Regions from separate parts of the Zea mays genome. Here regions 1 and 2 are each linked to region 3. Evidence: chromatin contacts called from public Hi-C data. All regions are on one chromosome and are shown on one strand. The core of a region is the stretch at or near the end of the contact, and the rest is flanking DNA. Distances in the headings are between cores, read along the strand shown. Region 1 holds the start of LOC100277603. Region 2 holds the start of LOC103644237 (mitochondrial Rho GTPase 1). Region 3 holds the start of LOC103644232 (protein GLE1).

The links. Hi-C and Micro-C count contacts between places; a contact is called where the count stands out from the background.
Region 1: a contact with region 3 is called in a Hi-C map of leaf, with 5 times the contacts expected there. The contact joins the promoter of LOC100277603 here to the promoter of LOC103644232 in region 3. A contact is called at or near these places in 4 of 25 Hi-C or Micro-C datasets (ear, endosperm and leaf).
Region 2: a contact with region 3 is called in a Hi-C map of ear, with 2.3 times the contacts expected there. The contact joins the promoter of LOC103644237 here to the promoter of LOC103644232 in region 3. A contact is called at or near these places in 3 of 25 Hi-C or Micro-C datasets (bundle sheath, ear and leaf).

The regions. Positions count from the first base shown.
Region 1 is chr1:298,732,175-298,734,969 of Zm-B73-REFERENCE-NAM-5.0, forward strand. It overlaps LOC100277603, which reads right to left and starts at 1,538. Exons shown (of 1, transcript NM_001151116.2): 1 at 200-1,538. The coding sequence starts at 1,313. The coding sequence ends at 438.
Region 2 is chr1:298,804,374-298,807,557 of Zm-B73-REFERENCE-NAM-5.0, forward strand. LOC103644237 (mitochondrial Rho GTPase 1) reads right to left here and starts at 1,334. Exons shown (of 14, transcript XM_008667436.3): 1 at 964-1,334; 2 at 722-854; 3 at 468-614; 4 at 87-263. The coding sequence starts at 1,187. It overlaps LOC103644236 (a long non-coding RNA gene), which reads left to right and starts at 1,438. Exons shown (of 3, transcript XR_561549.4): 1 at 1,438-2,095; 2 at 2,228-2,756; 3 at 2,837-3,184.
Region 3 is chr1:298,560,421-298,563,265 of Zm-B73-REFERENCE-NAM-5.0, forward strand. It overlaps LOC103644232 (protein GLE1), which reads right to left and starts at 1,429. Exons shown (of 15, transcript XM_035964423.1): 1 at 940-1,429; 2 at 686-832; 3 at 451-609. The coding sequence starts at 941.

The DNA.
Region 1 (2,795 bases), core at 288-2,787, 170 kb after region 3:
TGCACAGATAGACAACGGTCCACAATGAAAGAACACAGAAGATCTGTCCTGTCATTCTGCTGACGAGGTTCGTTCCCAGATGCAGTAGCGATGAAATTGGGGGCAGCGAGAAGCCGCGTTCTCTGCACGGCGTGGTGAGAAGCCTCACACTCACTCACTCATCCTCACCGGCGCAATGCTGAAGCACATAGGGTTGGCATTCCTTATTAAAGGATGATGATCCGATTGCAGCTACAAATTATTCCTTCTTACTCCATACAGGCCTACCAATCATCCTAATCTCCCAGACATCAGCAGTAACAGATCGATGGAATGGAACGCTACATTGGTGTTGAAGACAGATGAAAGAATGAAATCTCTATAGCAGCAAAGCACAGAAACGAACCAATCCACTTCCACACAATGCAGCACCACCGATCCATGGATGAATACCACCATCACTTGCCCTTCTCCTTCTCCTTCTCCTGCGCCGTCTCTTCCTCCACCTCCTGCTTGCCGTTGGCGTCGTCCATGTCCTTGAGGAGCTTGAGCTTGTCGTTTTCCTTGTCCTTGTCGGCCCTCAGCTCCTCGGCCTCCTTGAGCCAGAGGTCGGCGAACTCGCAGTCCCTGTAGCGCTCGAACCACGGCCCGCCGGAGGTGTAGTGGATGGCCCTGGGGCGCGTGGCCGGGTCGGCCGGGTCGACCCGGTTGTGGCCCACGAGGAAGTTCCAGGCGAAGGGCACCTCCCCGATCTCGTCGTCGTCGAGCCAGGCGAAGCGGTGGAGGAAGGCACCCGTCTGGGTGCTGACGGCCTCCGGAGTGAGCGCGGCCACGTTCTTGGGGTGGCCGCAGTTGTAGAGCACCATGGAGGACCAGTTCTTGCGCGGGTACACCGTCTGGATGGCGCCGTCCATCTTGGTGGCCTCGGCGGGCTGGTACTCGTGCTTCACGCAGGCGACGGCAATGCGGCCGGCGCCGGCCGCGCGGTCGGCGGCGGCCGCGGCGGCGAGGAGGTCGGCCAGGTCCGCCAGGTAGAGGAAGTCGCAGTCGACGAAGAGCGCCCAGCCGCGGTACCCCGCCAGGTACGGGGTGAGGAAGCGCGTGAAGGAGAACTCGGTGCTCTCCGTGGGGCCGCGCGCCCGGGTGTACAGCCCCGCGGCGCGCAGCTCCGCCTGCCGGATCGGGCGCACGTCAAGCGGGATCGATGAGCGCCGGAGCAGGCTGCGGCGGCACACCTCGTACGCCTCGTGCTCCCGCGGGTCGTACCCCACGAACACGCGGAACGGCTCCCCCGCCGGTGGCAGCAGCGGCGTTGGATGCGGCGGCGCCGGCATGGCTGGACGTGTTGGGGGTGGATCTGGTCGGCGGTCGAATGGAACGGGGCGCTGGGAGGGACGGGACGAGGAGGCAGGGAGAGCCCGGGTCGGCGTCCCCCGCTTTAATGGCCGGGGCACGGGAGGTGGGGTCCAGGCTAAAGATGGCGAGGAGCGTGCGTGAGGAGGGGGGGAATGGGGATTCCTCCTCGCCGCCGGGCGGCCGGGCTGGTTTTCGGTGGAAAAGGCGTCCAGCCGTCGTCCACCGCGGTCCAAATCCACGCCCACATGGGTATGGGCCAATGACGCGTGGACCTAGAAGGTGTCGGGTACTCGGGTCCAACCCCCTGGACCCAGGAGCCAGCGGGAGCGGACGTAATCCAGCTGCGGCGATGTCGGTGCTGGGAGCGGCGGGCGCCGTTGGGGGAGGTTCGGGACCGGCGACAGATGGAGCGCTTGCGCTTCGCACGTGGCGGGTCGCAGACCGCCGCGTGGCAGTTCGCGGGAGGCGAGCCTGCGCCGCGGATTTGCTGGTGGACCTTGCACCGCTGCACGCCTGCACGGGTATCGGGGTACGTGCCTATGCACTCGGTCGGGTATGCTGTCGTCGGACGGTTCGTCGCTGGCTCGCTGCCGCTGGAATTCATCGCAGCTCGACCATTTTTGTCCAGCACGTAAAAGAAAAAAACAGCAACGGAGCAGCCGGATTGGATCGATGGTGCCCAATGGATTTCGTTTTTAATGTTGTACTCGCACCGGTGTGCATTAAATATCCAACGGCCAATCACGGTCTATAAAAATATTTATAAACTTATAGGGCATCCACAATAGTTGTATAAAATAGCTACCTATGCAGAGACGAGAAAAAAAAAATAGTAATTTATCTCACCACTAGTCATTGGTCCCACACATAATACACTCAGTTTCTTGTATTACTTGAAATCTTCTATCTATTTGCTCGTCACTAGCTATTCTCGTTTTCCCCATATTTTCTATACACGTAGGAAAGAGAGTGAATCTAGCTAGTGAAATAGCTAGCCATTGGAGACTGTTGGGGACTTTACTCAAATATTATTAATTAAGAACAAGGCAACACAAGATATTAAATGTTAATGCCCTTCGTCCTTCGAAACATTATTTCTCTTTAGGATATAATGATCTTCAGACGAAGGTTATGAAGGGCATACCTTCATCACAGCAGAGTATAATAATAAAAGAAGAAGCATATGAAATATAAGAGATGACATAAACAATCATATAACGTTGTTAATTCATTCTTATTATATTACCATGAAAAGGTAGAAACAATATTGAATTAACAACAGTACCTTTGGCTTGACAGAAGACAAAAAGTACAATTGTGGCGTAAAAGCAAAAGTCAATCAGCGTGAACAGTACGGGGTACTGTTCATCTATTTATAGGCACATGACTCAGCCTATGAGAGATTACAATTATGCCCTTTACATTTGCTATTGACTTATAGAAAAATCTACGAGGACTGA
Region 2 (3,184 bases), core at 84-2,583, 240 kb after region 3:
ATCACTAGAAACAATAGAGTATATTATTAAGTAGTTATGTTGTATACTGCTAGATGGAAAGCATGGTAGCCTTCATGAACACAAACCTGGAATTCATTGAGCTCCACATCACTGAGAGCACCATCCTTGTCATTATCACATATAATAAATATCCGCTTCAACGCTCTCACACATCGAGGCTTCAGAGCTTGTAACTCTTGATCGAAGAGCGGAGCAGTTGGGTGAAGTACTGCCTTCTGGGCATAATAGAAGACCTCAGGCACCTGCCAAAAAAATAAGTCAGCGCCAATAGTTCAATCAGAATTCCAGATGCCGGGAATTTTAATACACTAGTCACACACTATCCATGTTTGGAGCACTACAAGCAAGCCTTATTCTAATGTGTCTGACAAATGTTCAGATAACACAAAGGTAAGTATGAGACATTTAGGGGGTACAAATAGCCAATCAAGTATAAGAGGGGGGACCTGGATCTGCCGAAGAGCGGAGCACTCAATGCATGTCTCAATCTCGCGGAAGGACTGCATGATGGGCGCCATAACCTGTTCAAGGCTAACCTGCTGTTCGTCCCTCAGGTCCAGCTTGCACCCCACCACGATAACTGGAGCCTTCAACTGTATCACATAAACCAGACAAGAGAAATCACAATGGGCCAACCCTAGAGACACTCAAACGCAAGCGATCTAGACCTACGCCACACTGCATCGAATCGCGGCATTACCTGAAGTCGCCGGAGCTCGGGAAGCCAGAACGAACTGAGCCGCTCCAGTGTGGCGGGCCGGTCGCAGGCGTAGGTGAGCACGACCGCATCGGCTGCCTGGCACTCGGCGATCAACTTCGGCTTCTGCTCCGGGCTGCAATCAAAGGGACGCGCAAAATCAACTCAACCCCAGGTATTCATCCATCCCGTCAAGATCTAACGAATCCGAGATGCGCGGTAGGAGGGGGACGCGGTCGGAATACCTGGACGACGTGTCGATGATAGTGATGGGGACGCGATCGGGGAAGTAGTCGGCGGGGAGGCGGGTGGGGGGCATGACGCGTGGTACGTTCTCGGGGAACTGCTCGGTGGCGAGGGCGACGATGAGGCTGGACTTGCCGGTGCCGGGGTCGCCGATCACGACGACCCGCACGCTCGACTTGCCCGCCAGATTAGCGGCCGCCGCCAGGGACGTCGCACCCGCCATGCCGCGCACCTCCTCTCTCTCTCTCTCTCCTCGCGTCTTCTCCCTCCCTGCTTGGCTTAGGGTTTTGCGGGATTTGGGTGTGATATTGGCTTGATCGGGACAACTCGTTTCATAAGGATTTTTTAAAAAAATGACTCACAATAATTTTGAGGAAGATAAAGAGACACGAGGTGTGTTTGGTTTGGCTTTGGTTTTGCCTCGTAAAAATCAAAAGTCAAACTAAAGGACTGGATTCATAAAGCAGCTTTCTAAATGCTGACTTTCTCGCAGTGCAAAACTGAAAACATCACTGGACTTGCTTTTAGTGCCTTTCGAATAGAAATGTTAAAAAATATATCGAAGAACTTTTAACGGCTTTTAGTGGTTTCTACCAAATGATTTTTAGTTTTTTAACAGTTCACAGGCCACAACAGTTTTTTTCATAGCTCACAGCCCACAGCACCTTTTTTCACATCCACAGCCCAACCAAACAGACCCAACTCTAACTCTGATTCTAAGTGAGGATTCAGAGAAGCTGTGCTAAACGGAAATTTTTTTACTGATTCTCATGTAGCAGAAAGATTGGAAGTCGTTTTTGTGAAAGAAAAGTGGGATAAAAAAACATGCTTCATCGTCTCTTAAAACAGCTCCTCAACCAACCAAATATAGACCTTCCCTTAAAGATTGACCAAAATTACTCGTAAATGCCATTGAAAAAAATCATCACGATCCCCTCTCGTACCCCCACGGCGTCCGGCCTCTGTTTCACGACCCCTTGCCTACAGGTAGCGGCGGCTAGGGTTCTGTCGTTCTCCAGCAAATCTGCCGCCCTCCAGCCACCGTGCCGCCCTCCAGCCACTTTTTCGCCCTCTAGCCATCAACCTCAGGGAGTCAGCCAGTGTCGGCGCCATCCTCAACACCCGCCAGTGGTGTGTCTTCGTCTATGTACTGCAATTCCCTCCGCCAGTCTCCAAGCTAGCTTCCTACCAAGTGCAATCTGTCACTATATTTGGATAGACAGTTCTGTTAATTTTTGCTACATTATTGCTATGTTACTGCAGTTGCGATGGAAGCAAACAGAACAGGCTCATGCACTAGCACCATGCACAAGAGGTGGTTTGTTCATATGTCTGTAACAATAGTAGCGTACGTGCGAGTAGAGAACCCAATGCTCACTCGTCATCCATGAATGCATATGCATCACAACAGCTGTACATATTTGTTTTAGGTTTTAATTTTTTTTACAGCATGCATATTTGTTTGAGGTTTAATTTTTTTATAGCATTATGGGTGATAGTGCTGATCAGAATGAAGAGAACACAGCCCTAGTATATGAATTGTTCGCCGAACAAGCGAAGGCGCATAATCGTTATGGCACCCACTTGAATAAAATAGGGTACAAAAATGTGATGGACAAATTCAAAGAAAATACCAGGTTGTCCTATACCAAAATGCAGTTCAAGAACAAATGGGACAATATGAGGATTGAGTACACAAACTGGAAAAGATTATCGAGATAAACCGGGTTAGGATGGGACACCGCTAAAAACATGGAGTGCGACGAATGAAAGGTGGAAGAACCTGAATAAGGTAATAAAATTTTATATAATTCTCTTTATTGCATCTTGTATTACATGTTATATGTCTAACATCTTTCTCCTAATGTGCAGCAATACAAAGGAATTGTTAAGTTTAAAGATGGGCCTCTCTTGCACGAGGAAGAAAACACCATCATGTATGAAGATGTTAGGAACACAGGAGATGATCATTGGGCTCCATCTAGTTGTACTACACCGCACATTGTGGATGGTGAAACCAGATTATATCCCTACTATTCCAGCCCGTAATAGGCGACATGTCCCTCAATGCATCAGACACATCTACCATAGGGTCAAGTGGCATGAACATGAATAGGTTTCGTGATGTAGCGAAGGCACTTTGGGAGTCAAAGTAATTAGAAAATGTGGTTCGTGTCATAATTTGGGGAGAGTGCCATGCTAGTTTTATGCATTTTATGG
Region 3 (2,845 bases), core at 179-2,678:
GTTTAGCCTCTCAATCTCCAAGTTCTCCGCTTCTCTTCGACTCTACGTCGATTAGAGCAGTCTAGGTCGGTTTGCTCGAGCCTAGACATCACCTAGGATCTCTCCTCCCCGACGGGGTCCCTCCCGGAAGCGAGATCCAGGCGCCGCCGGCGACCTTCGCCACCCCCTGCGCACGCGCGGACCGTCCGGCCCCAGGGCGCGGACCGTCCGGCCGTCAGGCAGGGAACCCAAGCCTCTGTTCCAGGTCGCGGACCGTCCGGCCCCTGGCCGCGGACCGTCCGCGCCTCTACAGAGGGCACCGCCGCCGGTTCGTGTTGAGTGATTGGTGCCCCCCAAAAGGCACCAACACTTACAATTATCCCTCCCGCTACAGGTAGTTAATCCAGAAACCATGACACAAATTCTATGGAAACAGCAATTACATGTACCCAGTTGTAGATCAAAATTCACCTTGATTGGAGATCGTTACACGAGAACCTTGCTCCTTTAGCCATGAGAGCCCGGGACTTCCCAGCACTTGTACCATCGTCTTCATCTTCTAAGTCGTCTTCGTCGTAGCCATCAACCCGCATCACAAATGCCTTCTCCCTCGTACCGACGCCGTTAACCCTAAATTGACCAAACAAAACTAATTCAACCTCATGGGACGGCAAATCACTAGAGCCAGACACAAGCGAGAGATTACCAATGGGGCGGCTGCTTCAGGGGCGTGGGCGGCGCAGCGCGGCGGGTGGCGTCTAGCGCGTCGAGCTCGGCGAGCACGTCGCCGAGCGTCCAGCTCGGGCGCGGGTCCAGGTCCCTGGGGCAACGCAGCTCCACACGCTCGAAGCCCCTGCGGCGGGAGGCAAAACCGAGAGGGGGGAACAGGAAACACGTCAGTCACAACGAACACCAACGGAAGGGAGAAGGCAAGCTGATGAGACGGCAGAGTGGGATTACATCGCGGCCGTCCCCGTCGCCGCGGCCCGATCGCAGGGAGGTGACCCTAGGTGGCCAGGGCTCCGGCCTTGGTGCGCCTCGCGTGAGATGCACGCTTTGACACAGGCCGGAACCTAAACAGCGCAGGAGCGGAGCAGGTTGCCGGGTGCGCTTTTCAAATCGATCTTATTAACTGAAAGGAACCCCCCGATGGATTGAAGCTGAAGCAGGCAAGTAGGCGAAGTAGCGCGCCGTGATCAGATCATCGGCGAAACCAGCAAATGAAAACGTGTAGGTGTAGCAAATTCGTAGCGACGGCGGGACAGGGACGGTGGCGTCACCTATGCGATGGCCGGCGGCCGCGGCGTCGCTTGAATCGAAAGGGGTGATATGAATCGACGGCGAGGGGATCGGCGGTGCCGCACCGCAGAGGGAGAGCGAGAGGGAGAGCTTGCCCGCTGGCCGCTAGAACTAGAAGCGGGGGGCTTGAGGTTTTTTGACGTTTGAGCCCGAAGGAAGGAGCGTGTGGGGATGGCCGAATGGGCCGGCGGATAGCTGGGCTAGCCATGGGAAGGGAGGCTGGGCCTCGACCCTCTTGTGTGAATTTTCAAGCTAATTGGCAAACTGGACGGTTCCTGCTAAAAGCAGTAGCTAATTGAATTTAAGCCTTTTTGACATGGTTTTCAGAAACTATTGCTAAAAAATGAATAATTCTTCTCACGGCGAAGCATCCTTGTTTCAACTTCTTTTCGCACAGGTATTTTTTTTTTGCATATGGAGTCAGATCATAGTCCATTTGAGCCGATGTTGGCGTCCATGACAAAGAAAAAGGATCTAGACGACATCTTTAATGAGGTGTTTGAATGCACTAGAGTTAATTGTTAGTTGACTAAAAAGTTACTGGTGAAATTAGTTAACTAATAAATAGCTAGCTAACTATTAACTATTTTATTAAGAATAACTAATAGCTGAACTATTAGCTAGAGTGTTTGGATGTCTCCGACTAATTTTAGCCGCTAACAGTTAGCTCTAGTGCAATTAAACACCTCCTAAGACCATTCACCATTCTCAATAGATATAGTTTATCGTAATGTTTCCAAGATTGCCTTATTAATATTTAGCTATATAAAGTTTCATCCCTTAAAGCTTTCTCATATCTCTCTTTATTAAATTACATGACATATTATCCTATTTATTTATCTGGCATGCCATTTAATAAGAATAAATCAGTCACTAAGAACGGTCTAAAGTTTAGATACCTAAACATTAAAATTGAAGACTATAGACCCAAATAAAACAATCATACAAATACAGAGTCTAGGGCCCTATCTAACGACCAATGTTAAAACTGAGTAAAAAAATTATATTGCAATTATCATTGTCGCACTCGCCTTCTTGACGAGCGTCCTAACACTCGACAAAGTCTGCCGAATGTTACACTCGGCAAATATTTTATCAGCAAAAGATTTTTTTACCCAATATTTTTCTTGTGCACTCGGCAAAGAATCTCTATACCTAACGTTAGAAAAAAGCACTTAGCAAAGAAGCCGAGTATCGAAAAACACTCGGCAAAGAAGTGTTCCCGAGTGTGTGCTTTTTACACTAAGCAAAAACTTCTTTGCTGATGTCAAAAAAAAAACACTCATCAATCACTTGGCACTCGATAAAGAGCCGAATTCTGATAGTGTACGTACTAAATCAAGTTATAGTTCATGTTGCACATATGTCAAAAAAACACTCATCAATCACTTGGCACTCATCAATCACTTGCCCAAGCTCGTTCGAGAGTGCAAGGAGGCAGGTGCCCCGAGCCCCTGATAAATGGAGCTAGTGACTATGCTATAGTGTTGATGAGGGGAGAAGGGAAGGGGGGAAAAGAAGAAAATAAAAAAACATGTCACGTGATGTTCACTAAAAAAGAACCACA